Linked DNA regions of Oryza sativa: region 1 is linked to region 2. Evidence: chromatin contacts called from public HiCAR-type data. All regions are on one chromosome and are shown on one strand. Each heading gives the region's core, a stretch centred on a gene start, on an enhancer-like site or on the middle of the called end of the contact. The rest is flanking DNA. Distances are from core to core; before and after follow the strand shown.

Region 1 (7,467 bases), core at 3,669-6,168, 200 kb after region 2:
CCTCCCTCCTTCTCGGCGCCCCTATCTCTCCCCCTCCCCCGCAGCCCCTCTTTTCCCTGGCGCCCCTCCTCTCCCACCTCCGTCCTTCCCTCCTAGCACCCCCCTCCATCTCTCCCTCGCTGCACACGCTCCCCCTCTCCCTTGGCATCTCATCTCACTGGCGCCCCTTCTCTCCCATGTGTTCCCTCCCTCTTGCGCATTCAAGAAAAACATAACCTCCTCGTTCGGGAACACGTTTTGACTTACTCACTCTGTCGTGTTCACCACAGGAGCTCACCATTGCCATTTCTCTCTATTGGGACTATGTTGTTGCTTGCTGCGTTCCCATTGTTCTGGTTTTCTTCATTGCCAACTGCTACCATCTATGGATGAGTCACATTGTGGGACATGTCCGGCTACCTTACTCACTACCGTTTGGTTACTGGAGCACCGTCACCCATCTTCCTTCCTCTTCTATTTCTTATGTTAACTAGGGAAGACAATAAATAGTATTAGTCAGGTTTCCCCGTGTGTACAAGGAAAACATAATCCTCTCGTCCGGGAACATGTTTTGATGCACTCATCCGGTCGTGTCACTACTAGAGCTTGTCTTTGTCATTTCTCTCTCTATCGGGACCACCTCGTTGCCCCCAGTGTCCCTCTTGTTCTGGTTTTCTTCATTGCCAACCTTCAGCATCTATGGATGAGTCATATCGTGGGACATGTCCTACTACATTCCTCACCGTCATTTGGTCGCCGGAGCACCGGCGCCCATCTTCCCTCCTCTTTGTTTCGCCTTGAGCTAAGGAAGACAATGAACAGTGCCTGTTGGGTATTATCCGTTCTTGGTCTAGCCCAATCATACTCCGGACCACTCACATAACATTAAGACCATAGAAGTATGAATAGAATATGAAAATTCTAATTTATATCAATGAAACATACACCCGTTCAAAATTCTAATTTATGTAGGCTAAAAGAAGTTTTTTCAGTTTCTAGCTAATGTCCCTTTCCCAGTAGTGTCACGATGACTAAGCTTGCCACAACAGCTAAAATCAGGTTTAATACTGTCTAGGATATTCTCAGATGACTCGGTTTTGTAAATTGAGGGACTTAGTTATATCATTTTGGTTACAGACTTATTTCAAACTTGGAGACAGTAAAGGTGGACCGAATGTGAACTTATTCAAAATGAAATAGACCTCGATTGGGCCGTTACCTAGATTTGTGGAAACGGTCTATCAAAGCTACAGACAGGAAAGAGAGCCTTCATGCTAAACCTAAGGCCCGAGTTAGATTAGTAGGCTTTCTCATTCCGTGCGCACACTTGCGAGATTGTTCGTGTTCTTGTGACAACTTGACACTCAAATTCAACTATCAGTTGGTTGTCAGACCAGCATTCTACTACTGGACTCGTCATGGAAGGAGACAAAAGGAGAGATGGAATAATTCACAGTACAGTAGTCGTCACTTCACTTCCTTGGAAAATATCTAGTCAACTTTCGTAAATGTGTAATTGTAAACATTCATCTTTCTCTCGAAAGGGAAAGCAAAAAGGAAACAAAAACTTTGCGTTCATAATGTACAGTGCAGTACGTACGTGCTAGCTAGCTACTGATATTTACATGCAACGACAGTTCACTACCGTCACGCCTCTTCTTCTAGCCGAGGCCTCTCTATGGCCTTCAAACTACTACACGCCAAAATTTGCCGCTTTTAGCTCAACACAAAACCGGCCGGCCCGTTCGGTATAAAAACACATACAAGGCCAGCTTATCAAACAAAGCAAAAAAAAAAAAAAAAAAGGTAAAAAGGGTTCTTCTAGAAGCAGCTAGAACTAGAAGGGCGCCGTGGCGACGTCTTTCTCGACGGCCGAAGATGAACGGCGACGGCGGCGACGGCCGCCGCCATGGTGGCGGCAGTACGACTTGCCGGCGTAGTCATCGTGGAAGCATCCGATGTCGAGGTCGTCGTCCGACGACGAGTCCGCCGCCATCGTGGAGCTCTTCCTGCCGCCGCCGCCGCAGCCGGCGGCGAGGTGCACCGGCTTGAGGCCCTCGGTGAAGATCCGGATGGCCTCCTCCGCCGGCTTCGTGCTCAGCACGTACAGCGCCGCCTCCTGTAAAAAATTCTGATTAATTAATTTTCTGAATATAATTGAGGATTAATATCCTCTCCGTTTCACAATGTAAGTTATTCTAGCATTTCTCATATTCATATTGATGTTAATGAATCTAAACATATATATATCTATCTAAATTTATTAACATTAATATAAATATGAGAAATACTAGAATGACTTACATTGTGAAACGGAGGAAATAGTATTTTACTATACTACACTAGTTAATGAATGGGAGAATAGCTAATATGGTCCCTGAAGTTTCGCTTCGGGCTTAGTTTAGTCCTTGAGGTTTCAAAACGTCCAAACAAGTCCTCCAAATTAATTATTTGGGTTAACGTAGTCCTTGGACCCACAAAAAATGCCACGTGAGCATGCCAAGTCATTCTTGCATACAACAATACAAATGAAATGACCATTCTACCCTTACCATATAAAAAAAGAAAAGAAAAAAATAAAGGAAAAAAAAGGAAACAACAGAGGAACGAACAAAAAGACCGGACCATTACTCTATCTGTTGTGTCTTTTTTTTCTTTTCTTTCTTTTTTATATGGTAAGGGTAGAATGGTCATTTCATTTGTATTGTTGCATGCAAGAATGACTTGGCATGCTTATGTAGCATTTTTTTTTGTCCAAAGACTATGTTAACCCAAATGATTAATTTGGAGGACTTATTTGGACGTTTTGAAACCTCAAGGACTAAACTGAGCCCGAAGCGAAACTTCAGGGACCATATTAGCTATTCTCCCTTATGAATTACTGGTATAACAAAACTACTCTTTACATAAATTGAATATGTGATGTAAGCATGCTGATGTTGTACGTGCTCCGTACAAGCCAGGTAAACATACGTGGGAAGGGATAATAAATACTGAGATGTATGTATATATGTTGGCGTACACGTACACATATTGACATATACATGCAATGTACACGTACGCAAGGAGGTGCTACTAGCTGTCTAGCTATAGTCGTAGAAGAACATGCTCCCTTCGTCTCACGAAAGACTCCAATTTTTAGTTTTTTATATAACATTTGACTCTTTATTTTATTTAAAAGTTTTGTATGAATAATATTTTTATTATTATTAGATGATACAATATAAATATTTCTTATACACTGACTGATTTTTTTTTATTTTTTTTATAAAATATACTGTATAAGATGAAAGATTACTACCAAGTGTGTAATTAAGATGGCTTAAGATGCAGGTCGCTATCACAACATCCGTTGTGCGAGACGGGTAACATGAGGCAGTACACGTCTTCAGTGTATTCCGTTGCGTGACGGTGACCCGCGTTACATCATGGGACAGCACAACAGTGGCGTCGCTGCACCGTTACGTAAGCGGCTACGTTGTTGCCTCATTATTACCACCGCTGCCATTGCCCCCTCCCTTTTTTTTTCCTTGCGTGCACCGTGTCGACGTCATGTAACATTAGCACGTACTCCAGCTAAATATAACCGAGTATATGCACATGAATATTGAATAATGCCATGTACCGATAATTGTTGTGTGCAAAAGTAGTAGTTTATTTATAACCAGAACTTTTTTTAAAAAAATAATGCATGATATATATATATATATATATATATATATATATATATATATATATATATATATATATATATATATATATATATATATATATATATATATATATATATATATATATATATATATATATATATATAGCTATATTTTTTAAAAAAGGTGTTAGTCGATTCCAGGGTATATATGCATGCATTTTGTGGACGGTAGAAATTAAGGTTAATTAATTTGAGTTTGGAAGGTCATCACCGGCCACAACAGAAAAGAGTAGATAAGTGGAAGTACAGGTTAGTAGGCGTGGCCTAATTGAACAGGTTCAGGAACAGTGCCGGTGACGGTGAGAGACCCACCAACGATATTTAGCCACAAGTGTAACGAATTTATCTTAATATATACTCTGAATATATAGCTGGTTTTGACACTATTGATTCGTGTCAAAAATGATTTAGTTGCTTTCTTCGTAACCAATCAATAGTGCAAATAAATGATGGATGTGTAGTATCTCAAATTAATTTATTTTGTTGCACTTCACATTTGACGAAGTATATATATATATATATATGTCTATATGCTTCTCAGAAGGTAAGTTTGAAATTAAATGGCTAATGTATCTGTTATACTCCTATATGCATGAAACAAACATGAAAGATTGAAAAACAAAAACCCTGTGTGCAACGAATTAATCTGAAGTTTGGTGAAGGTCCAAGCGGAGCAAAATTGTGTTACTCCAACAGTGCAAATTAATTAAGGGATGATTTATCAATTCGGTGTTTGTAAGGCCTAATTCATCGATCGGAAGTGCAAATTCGCTTTGAAATTGCAAGGGCCGGCCAGGTTATGGGATGAGGCGCGCTCGGTGTGTGAATTCGGAATGAAAAGAAAAGAAAAGGAAAAGAAAGAGAGAGAGAAGAACATTCGAAATCCAATGGTATCATGTAGCTAGCGGTAGATATACGTCGTATATATACATGTATATATATACATACCCTTGCGAACTTGAGCTGGTCGAGGGTGAGAGTCTTGGGCTCCATCTCTATCGACGCCATCCTCCCCGTCGCTTCCACCTTCGCCTTCTCATCCGCTACCATCTCCGGCGCCATAGACGACGTCGTATATGTATACGTATCCCCTTCTGTCGAGTCGCGTATATTCCACCGTATATACGCGCGTAGATGCTCGAGGCAAATACGTATATAGGTACGCCTCCGCGCGCGCGCGCTGCTTTTGTACTTGGGAAAAAACGAAACGAGACGAGCGAGGCGATGAGAGGAGGAGAGGTGACATCCACGAGTTGGGCTATTTATACCCGAGCACTAGCTCTCACGGTGGGTGGGGAGGAGCAGAGTACACGCGTCGCGCTGCGACGGGCTCGGGGCCGGTTCACACGTGGCGAGCAGCCCGTGGCGGCGGGATGCCACGTGGCGATGCAGGCGCGGGACGGGATCCCCGACGGACCGATCGATCGAGTCGGGCGGGGCGGCCCCTCCCCTGCGGTGCGGGTCGGCCCGCGACACGACACGTCGACGTGCCGTGTAGAGAGGTTGTACGTACTATAGTTGCGGGTCGTGGGCGTGGCTACCAATGAGGGGTCGCCACGTTGGTCGGTGGATCGATCGTGTCGGTCTCGGGTCGGAAGTCTGTTACGCCGGCGGCCGGGCCGGGCGCGCCGGTGCATCACGTCCCTTCGGATATTGCGTACGGATGGAGGGTAACTAGAGTTAAGGCGACTACGTGTTGGAAGTTTCGTGTACGTAGAGAGTGTATACATTCTACCTCCACATTTTGATGTATGACGCCGTTGACTTTTTGTCCAACATTTGACTATTCGTTTTATTTAAAAAAAAATTTATGTAATTATCATTTATTTTATTATGACTAGCAAAAGTGCCCGTGCGTTGTACCGGGTGATTACGGAGTGTGTATATTGACCAAAAGTGTTGTTTGGTCTAGCAAAAGTGCCTGTGTGTTACAATGTGAAGCGTACAGATTAGAAAAATATGCAATTAATTAAAATACAAATTCGCTGAAATATTTGGTATTTTTAAGTAGGTATGTGTATAATTAAATAAATTTACAAGTAAAGCAAGTGTGAGAAATAAAATGACATGGTTAAATTTAATTTTTTTTTAAATTCTCCATGATTAGTTACGCTCTTTGAAATTATATTTGAATTTTTCAGAGCTTAATTGTTAATTTTATTAATACAAACGTCATTTAACAATTATTTACTTGGAAAAAGAAAGAAAATACTTCCTTTTAGGTTTGCTTTGAAATAAACACATTCAATAACTTATAATTGTAATGCTTCTGAAAAAATAAGCACTAAAAATGAACTTATTCTATTTTTTTCGGCCCGAGGGACCTAAAATAGACTTATTTCCGGCCCTTGCCGGTCGGTCCACGGCCTTTTGTGCACGCGCAAGTGCACTCCCCTCCCCAGGCCACAACCTGGGCTTGGGCCGGAAAAATGGCCTCACTCTCGATCCCTCTTGGGCTGATTTTAGCCTGGACGACACCGATCGTCCGATCTTTAGGGTTTTGATCGGACGGCCGAGCGTCGATATCGGGGAAACAAAACCCCTCCCTCTCCTTAGCCGCCAAAACCCTAGCCCATTTCCCTCCCTCCCATCTCACATCGCCGCCCTCCCCTCCGCGCCCCCGAGCGGCGGCGACGGCGCCCCTCTTCCCGCGAGTGGCGGCGGCGGCGCCCTCCCCCACAACCGACGGGGCGGCGCCCTCTCCCCGAACAACGGCGGCGTGGAGGCGGCTGCGGCCCGGCGGGGGTGGGAGGGGCGGCGGGCCGGACCTCGCCTCCGCCAGATCTGGCGGCATGGAAGCGGCTGTGGTCCGGCGAAGGCAGGAGAGGCGGCGGCGTCGTTTCTTTCTCTCTCTCTCTCTGTGCATGGTGGGGAGGTGCGGCGGTGGTGGTGGTGGCGGACGTCATGGAACGCCGGTCGGGCCTTGCCTCCGCCAGATCCGGCGGTGTGGAGGCGGCTGCAGCCCGGCGGGGGTGGGAGGGGCGGCGGGCCGGACCTCGCCTCCGCCAGATCCGGCGGCATGGAGGCGGCTGCGGTCCGACGGGGGCGGGAGAGGTGGCGGCGTCGTCTCTTTCTCTCTCTCTCTGTGAATGGTGTCGGTGGAGATTCATATGTTCTTGGTTGAAAGTTTTGTTATGTGTGTTATTGATGGAATGTTTCATGCGTGTTCTTGATGAATTTCGACTGGGACTTTTCTTGGGGGGCGGACAAAAAATCCCCGCATTTGGTTGTGCTGATTTTGAGAATTGTTTCCCTTGTATCCGATTCTGAGAGGGATTGGGATTCGGGGGCTGCGGGCGAAGGCGCACCGCGAGGGACGAAGGCGCCCTTCGTCCGACTTGTGACAACCGGAAAAATCCAAATATTTATATTAGTTATAGATATGGTTTAGTTAAGATGAAATTCACTGCGTTAAATTCACTTGGATATATATTTGGTTAGAAAATCATGAGATATAAGTAGGAGTCCGATCGTCTGAAATTAGCATGCGAGTTTTTTAAAGAGATTTCTTATACGATTCCTTCTGTATTTTTAAAAGTGAACGAACTTAAAAAAATGACTCAAATACGGACTTGTATTTCCAAAAGCGAACGGATTTAAAAACCGACCCATACACGGATGCAAAAACATCTTTAATTTATATATATATTTTTTTAAAATACGGTAGAAGTTTTTTGCTTTTTTTTTTGTTTTTTCTCGGCATTTTTTCTCCACCGGGGAGTCGGACTTTTTGACGCCTTTTTTTTTCGCGATCGAAGTTTTTTTTTTCTTTTTTT
Region 2 (6,775 bases), core at 1,489-3,988:
TGTTCGTCGCGATGATCCCTGTGTCGAGATCAAGAAATCTCCCTTTGGAGAAATCCAAATCGTTTCCTGATGCATCTGTCACCAGACCTCCAGCTTCTGAAAACAGCACAAGCAGAATATCAATCTAAAATGTTTCAGTTGGTTTCTACGTTTTAGCACAAGCAGAATATCAATCTAAAATGTTTCAGTTGGGTTCTATGTTTTTTTTCAGGTTGTTGGGTTCTATGTTTTCAATGTTCAAAAAGAGAACCTTCATACCTGTCACGACGATTGACCCAGCTGCATGATCCCAGATCTTCTCTCTGTAACCTTTGTGTGGAAAACGCAAGTAAATGGCACCGTCACCTCGGGCTAGGGCACCGTATTTTGCTTGGCTATCAATTCTAACTGGAGGAGCTTGGACACCAAGTTTCTGCCAGCATTCAAACACCAGATTACCCAAGTAACTCTCGTGGACCTGTACTAGGCAAAGAATAATTCAGGACAAACCTCCGCAATGGAGCCTGTTAAATCACGCAAGGAGTGTGCCCCTTCGTAGGACTCAAAGAATGAAGCTTCGACTGGATTGTCGATGGAACAGACACTAATCTGGAAGTGAAAATAACCAAAAGCAGATTAAAAAATTAGTTCCATTCTCAAATAGGTAAAAGTAAGTCAAAGTTATAATATGAAATAAAAGGAGATGTAACCTTTTGTGCTGGAGAGCCCTGTAAAGACTCTACTTCAGCTCCACAACCAATAGTAGCAGAAAAGAGAGCACCAACTTGATCTCCCGAGGAGCCACCATTAAGGTTGCCTATTGATCCCAAAGAAAGGTTGGGACAAGCCAATACACCCAAAACAACTTTACCCTCATCAAGCAGAGCCAGGGCAATAGCATATTGGTCTCCCCTTAAGAAACTGAGTAACGTTGTAAAAAAAATGTGAATTTGGGTCAGAAGTTTGAGATATGCACATCACAAGAGTACTAATTTGACAGGATGCCTTTTACATGGCTTTTAATTTTATGACCTCTTATATATGTTGCATGCAACCTAGCAGATGAAAAGAAAATGAAACATGCAGTATCAACTAACCTAGTGTGTGTTCAGGGTCATGCTATATTAATTAGTCCACTTCAGTGCAGCTTAGAAGTTAGAAGCATCTAATAAGAGAAGACTATGATAGGCTTCTGTTCTTTCAAAGTGGGGAAAAAAGTAGTGCCATTTACTGCACTATGCTCATTACAAACAACTGTAATAAAGAAGCAGCATGAGTTCTGATTGTGCAGTGAATGGTGGGGATGAACTGATGTTTTATGTTTTGACTGCAGCAGCATATTCTGCAACCCAGAGATTTAGGTCAGCAAACTCACCCTTTAGTCCCATCAATTGGATCTAGCACCCAGTGTCGCCCAGATGGACCTCCCTCAGACTTGCCATCGTCAATTGCAGAGAGGATACCTTCCTTAGAGAAGTAAATGCTGTATGTACCATCATCTACGATAGTTTCGTTTACGAGCTCGGTGATATTTTCTAAAATTTCTTCTGCGCCTTCTTTCCTCAATTCTTCCGAGTCCTACATGAGTACATATCCCAATCAATTGTGAAAGACTTGTGCGCTGTCCATCGAAACCAGTAGGCAGAAACAGAAACAGATGATAATTACCTCCTCAGCCACCATAGAGAAGGAAGAAGAAGCTGGTGCTTCCATTTTCAAGACAAGGCTTACCAATATTTGAGACCCTACATGAACCAAAAGAAAACTAGAGGTGAATGGTGAGCCGCGATAAAGCAGAAGCACCATGTAACAATGAACAGCAAAATTGTCCTATCAGTCCTTTACATTCCCTAGCAAACAAAGATGCAGTACGAAAAAGATGCTCTATGAATTCCAAATTCTGATGAGTACACATGTCAATAATTCAGTTGCAAACATCAAAGGAAGAAACCTTGGCAACAACTGAAGAGATGAACAGATCGTACCATAATCGGCAACTGTCACCGGACTTTGATCCGCCTTAGACTGAACACCAGACTGCAGAATGTCCTTTTGCACCGCCTGTAGTGGAAAAAAACAAGGATTAACATAAATGAATTCCACCTTCAGAACCAAGCATCCAAACATTCACTGCAAAAGGAACATTAATCCTGCACCCAAGCATCCAAGCTTGTTTTCTTTTTCCCCCTAGTGGAACATTAATCTTGGTTATGACAGCTATGACTAATTTGACTACCCACACAGTCTATGCCACCATTTCCATTCCAGCTCTGAAGCCGAATCGTAGTACTCGACACGTTCTCACAGTCTTGGTCTACATTACAGTCCGCGCATTCGGCCTTGTTCCCCGCTGAAGCCGAGCAATTATTCAGACCGACGACGAGATATGGTCTGGTCCTTACAGCGCAAAGTAGTGGGGAAGCAGAGAGGGAAAAAAAAAGAGAAGAGGGCACCTGGCAGAGGCGGGCGGCGAGGGTGACGGCCTTCTTGGCGGCGGCGAGCTCAGCGGCGTAGGGGTTCCCGGCGGCCTGCGACATGGTGGCGCTGGCGCGGAGTCTCGCGGCAGCGGCGGAGGAGGGGCGCGGGTAGTTGGGGGGGAAGGTGGGGAGGAGGCGGTGGTGGTGGCGGGGAAGATAAGGGGGGAGGCGGAGGCGAGGTGGGCGCAGCGAGGGGGAAGAGCTGGAGGCGTGGAGCGCGTGCGAGACGGAGACGGAGACGAGGCCCACGCGCGCCGCAGCCATGCATGTGTATGGGTGGGTGCCGCTGCCCGCCGGTGTCGGTGTGTATAGGCTGCGGCCTCCGCCGGAGGAGGAGATGGAGAGAGCCCACTCGATCGATGGGTTAAAAGTTGTATTGGGCCGTTTGAGTTACTGGGCCTGAAATAGGTCTTCGAGTTTGTGGATGGCCCGTCCATCTCGCGGGCTGAAGCAGCGCATTCGGATCTGGAAAAAGTACACCGAAGGTCCCTCAACTTGACACCGAGTTACAGAAACATCCTCAAACCGCAAAACCAGATATCCGGCGTCCCTTAACTAATCAAAACCGGTCACTTTAGATCCTCTGGTGGTTTTGACACCGATTTTGTCCTACGTGGCAGCTGAGTCAGGGTGAGCCCCACAAAGGCCCCACATGTCAGGTGTCCACTTCAGCACCTCTCTCTTCCTCCCCCTCTCTCTCTCTTTCTCTTTCTCTGTTTCTCTCCTTCCTCGTTCTCGCGAGCTTCCCCCAGGTGGCCGACGAGCTCGACCAAGTCATTGGCTGCGAGGCGGTCGGAGACCTATGTCTTGAGCTCGCGCCGCCTCGAGCAAAAAGAGTTGGACGAGGAGGCGGCGGCCATGGGCCAGCGTCCACGGAGCAGACGCTGGACGCGGCGTCGTGGTGGTCGTCTCCATCGTAGCGGCAGGGGATTTGGTGGTTCTTGGCGTCGTGGCTATGTAGCTGCTACTGCTACCGGTTCGCTCAAGGGACGAGACGAGCTGTCTCGGCGAGCCGTCGAGACGGAGCCCGAGAAGTAGCTGGCTTCCCGGAGCATCCGCGGGTTCGGCGGCGACGATGACGGTGGAGGACGGTGTGCCGGTGGCTGAGCGCCTGCATCGGCAGGATGCCGGACCGCCCGAATGGCGTGGCCGCAGCTAGCATGCCAGATCACGGGGTCTTCTCCCCCAAATCTCACGTGCCAGTCGCTGCCGCGAGATGGACGCGACGGCGTCATCCTCCTGCTCCTCGCCGGCGGCGGCTGCGGCCGCGGATGCCTCGTCGTCGGCTCACCTGCTTCTTCGAGGAACGCTCGCCATAGTCAGCGTAAGGGGGTTCGGCTCCGGATGCTGCGACGTCGGGGGCGGCAGCCTAGCCGCTCCGGCGGCATCGCCGATGTCATCGCCTTCAGAAGGAGGACGGAGGCGAGGGTGTCGAGGAAGCCGCCATTGTCCTTGCCAAGGATACGGCGCAGGGTGGGCTCGGACGGCTTGAGGGAGTAGAGCACGCCCAGGGCCTCCTCCTTCGGCGAGCTCGTCGACATGTGGGAATCGATCACCGAGTTGAGCAGGTCATCGTCCGACCTGGCCGACGTGTAGGTGGAGGCGGCGGCGTGGCTCTGGACGACGACGGAGACGAGGAACTTAACGGCACCGGGCGTAGCCTCGACGCAGCGCTTGTTGCGGTCGCTCTCTGTGGCGATGGCCTTGATCTCCCTGAGCGCGGCGAGCTGCCGCTGCCTGCCACCACCGCTGAGCATCGTTGTCCCCTCGTCAACGAGCGCGGCGACGCGGCAGGAGTCGATGGGCGGGTGCGGGGTGGGGAACCGCTCAAAGGAGTGCGCGGCGCACCATGCCTGGATGACCCCGCCGCAGCGTGTGGTTGGGCGTTGCCTCCCGCTCTGCCAGCGCCAGCTGCCGGGTGATCTCGCGCTTCCTCTCGGGATGTCCTTCGCCACCGTCCTTGCGCAGGTGCGTCATGGCGGGTGGATTTCCTTGGTGCTGTTTATGATCCTCTCAGTGATGTTCGTGCCATCAAATGTACACCCAGTCCACGATGACGAACACGCGGCGCACCGTGTAGAGCAGCGGCACCAGTGCCCTCACCAGTGGCGAGAACGCGCCGCGCCCAGGGTGCAGACCATGTTCTCGGTGAGATCTGGCACGAGAGGAGAAACAGAGAAAGAGAAGAGGGGAAAAAGAGAGGTGCTGACGTGGACACCTGACATGTGGGGCCCGCGTAGGTCCTACGCTGACTCAGCTGCCACGTTGGACAAAACTGGAGTCAAAACCACCGGAGGACCTAAAGTAACCGGTTTTGATTAGTTAAAGGGTGCCGGATATCTGGTTTTGCGGTTTGAGGATATTTTTGTAACTCGATGTCAAGTTGAGGGACCTTCGGTGTACTTTTTCCTTTGGATCTTGCACAGGTGTGGGTCTTGCATCTCGTGGGCCTTCGTGTTGTTAATGGGGGACATTTAATTTAGGAATAAGATCACTTTGACTCCCTCAACTGTCCACATCTAAATCGTATCCCTCAATCGCAATACCAGAAATCTTGACCCCCGAACTTGCAAAACCGGTGCAATTTGACTCCCTTGGTGGCGCACACGTGGTAGTGTTGACCTGATGTTTGTCCCACGCGGCATTGACGTGACGCTTATGTGGCATTAATATAAAAAATATATATGCGGGCCCATTTGTCATTCACAAAAAAAATGTGTGGGACCCACTGACATGTAGGTCCCACATGTCATCATCTCTTATCCCTTCCTTCTTCCTCCTCCCTCTCCCCCCTCCTCTATCTCGCCGCCTGCATCTTCCTCGCGGGCTCCGTCCTCACGGGCCTCACCCCCAACTTCGCCACACTCCTTGCCGGCCGCTGCGTCGCTGGCGTCGGCGTCGGCTCCCTCGGCGTTCCTGCACCCGACGCCGCCGGTGCGGCGCATCGTCATCGCCGTCCTGGGGATCTACTTCTTCCAGCACCTCATCGGCTTAGAGGCCGTGGTGCTGTACGACCCAAGCATCTTCAAGGCGGCCGGCATAGCTAGCCGCAACTCGGTGCTCGCGACGACGATCGGCGTGGGCGTCACCAAATGGCGTTCATCATCACCTCCCTCGATGCATCTCAGGCTGGCGTCCCCGGCCACCGTCGCCCACCGCCGCTCCGCCTACTCCAGCAGCGCCATTAACGACACCCTCCCACCGTTGCCGGAGCCGTGTATGGAGCAGTGACCGTCCTTGTCGACGTCAGAAGCGGTGTCCTTTGAGGACGCCGGAGCCATGCCGCTGAGAAAGGAGTTTCCTCAAGTCCGTGCTGGTCGGCGTGTGAAATTTGGACAATTTGTCGTGGCTTATTTTGTTTTGTTTTTTCAATTTTAAATTTCTTGTTTCGAGATGTTGAACTGATGTAGTGGTTTTAGTTTTGAGCATTGTAGGATCTATCGCCATTGTTTAGCTGTGTATAGATGTGTCCCAGCACTCCTTTGCTTTTGGCTACTGCCCAGCGGGCAATATTTGTCCTCTTCCCTATCCCCCTTCGAAGCAAGGCACCCTCTCCGCCATGGTTCCCCTTCCCCGACGCGGCCAAACAGATAGAGCTGGAGCGCCCGCGCCGCTGCCGAGGGACCCGAGCTCCCGCGTCCTCCTAGTAGCCAGCCAGCTCTGCCTTGGGCCTAGGCGGCTAGCCCTGTTGAGATTTGTGAATGTTTGGTCTCGTCAGTGGCTAGCTCCCCGGCGACGGTCGGCAGCACAGCGGCAGCGGCCATGGTGTAGTCTATCGGGAGGAGGAATGAAGCGAGGGGCATATCTAGCCTCCGGATCCGCAACTCCAATGGCTGCACGCCTGCCCTCCCACCCGCCACTGCCGCTTCGTCCATCGCCCCCCATCGCCGCCGCCGATCCGGACGCCACTCCCCACGCGCGAAGAGAAAGAGGGAGAGATAGAGAGGGAGGAGAGGGAGGAGGACGAAGGGATAAGGGAGGATGGCACGTGGGATCTACCACAAATATATTTGGGTGAATGACAAATGGGCCCCGCATATATATTTTTTATTTTAATGCCACATAAGCGTCACGTTAATGCCACGTAGGACAAAGACTGGGTCAACACTGCCACGTGTGCACCATGTCAGCGAAACCGCCTTTCAAAACCACAAAGGGAGTCAAATTACACCGGTTTTGCAAGTTTGGGGGTTAAGATTTCTGGTATTGTGATTTAGGGATACGATTTAGATTCAGTGGTCAGTTCAGGAGTCAAAGTGATCTTATTCCTTTAATTTAACTTGGAATAAGTACACTTGAGGTCCCTTAACTCGTCAACG

Evidence for each region. HiCAR-type assays count read pairs that join an accessible place to other places.
Region 1: a contact with region 2 is called in a HiCAR-type map of leaf, with 3 times the contacts expected there. The contact joins the promoter of LOC4351689 here to the promoter of LOC4351686 in region 2. A contact is called at or near these places in 2 of 15 Hi-C or Micro-C datasets (leaf and panicle) and 1 of 4 datasets of contacts at active chromatin or transcription factors (leaf).

The regions. Positions count from the first base shown.
Region 1 is chr12:4,440,539-4,448,005 of ASM3414082v1, forward strand. LOC4351689 reads right to left here and starts at 4,919. Exons shown (of 2, transcript XM_015763550.3): 1 at 4,640-4,919; 2 at 1,470-2,098. The coding sequence starts at 4,753. The coding sequence ends at 1,817.
Region 2 is chr12:4,246,338-4,253,112 of ASM3414082v1, forward strand. It overlaps LOC4351686 (3'(2'),5'-bisphosphate nucleotidase-like), which reads right to left and starts at 2,739. Exons shown (of 8, transcript NM_001423356.1): 1 at 2,433-2,739; 2 at 1,965-2,040; 3 at 1,648-1,724; 4 at 1,355-1,557; 5 at 690-900; 6 at 490-588; 7 at 259-412; 8 at 1-96. The coding sequence starts at 2,720.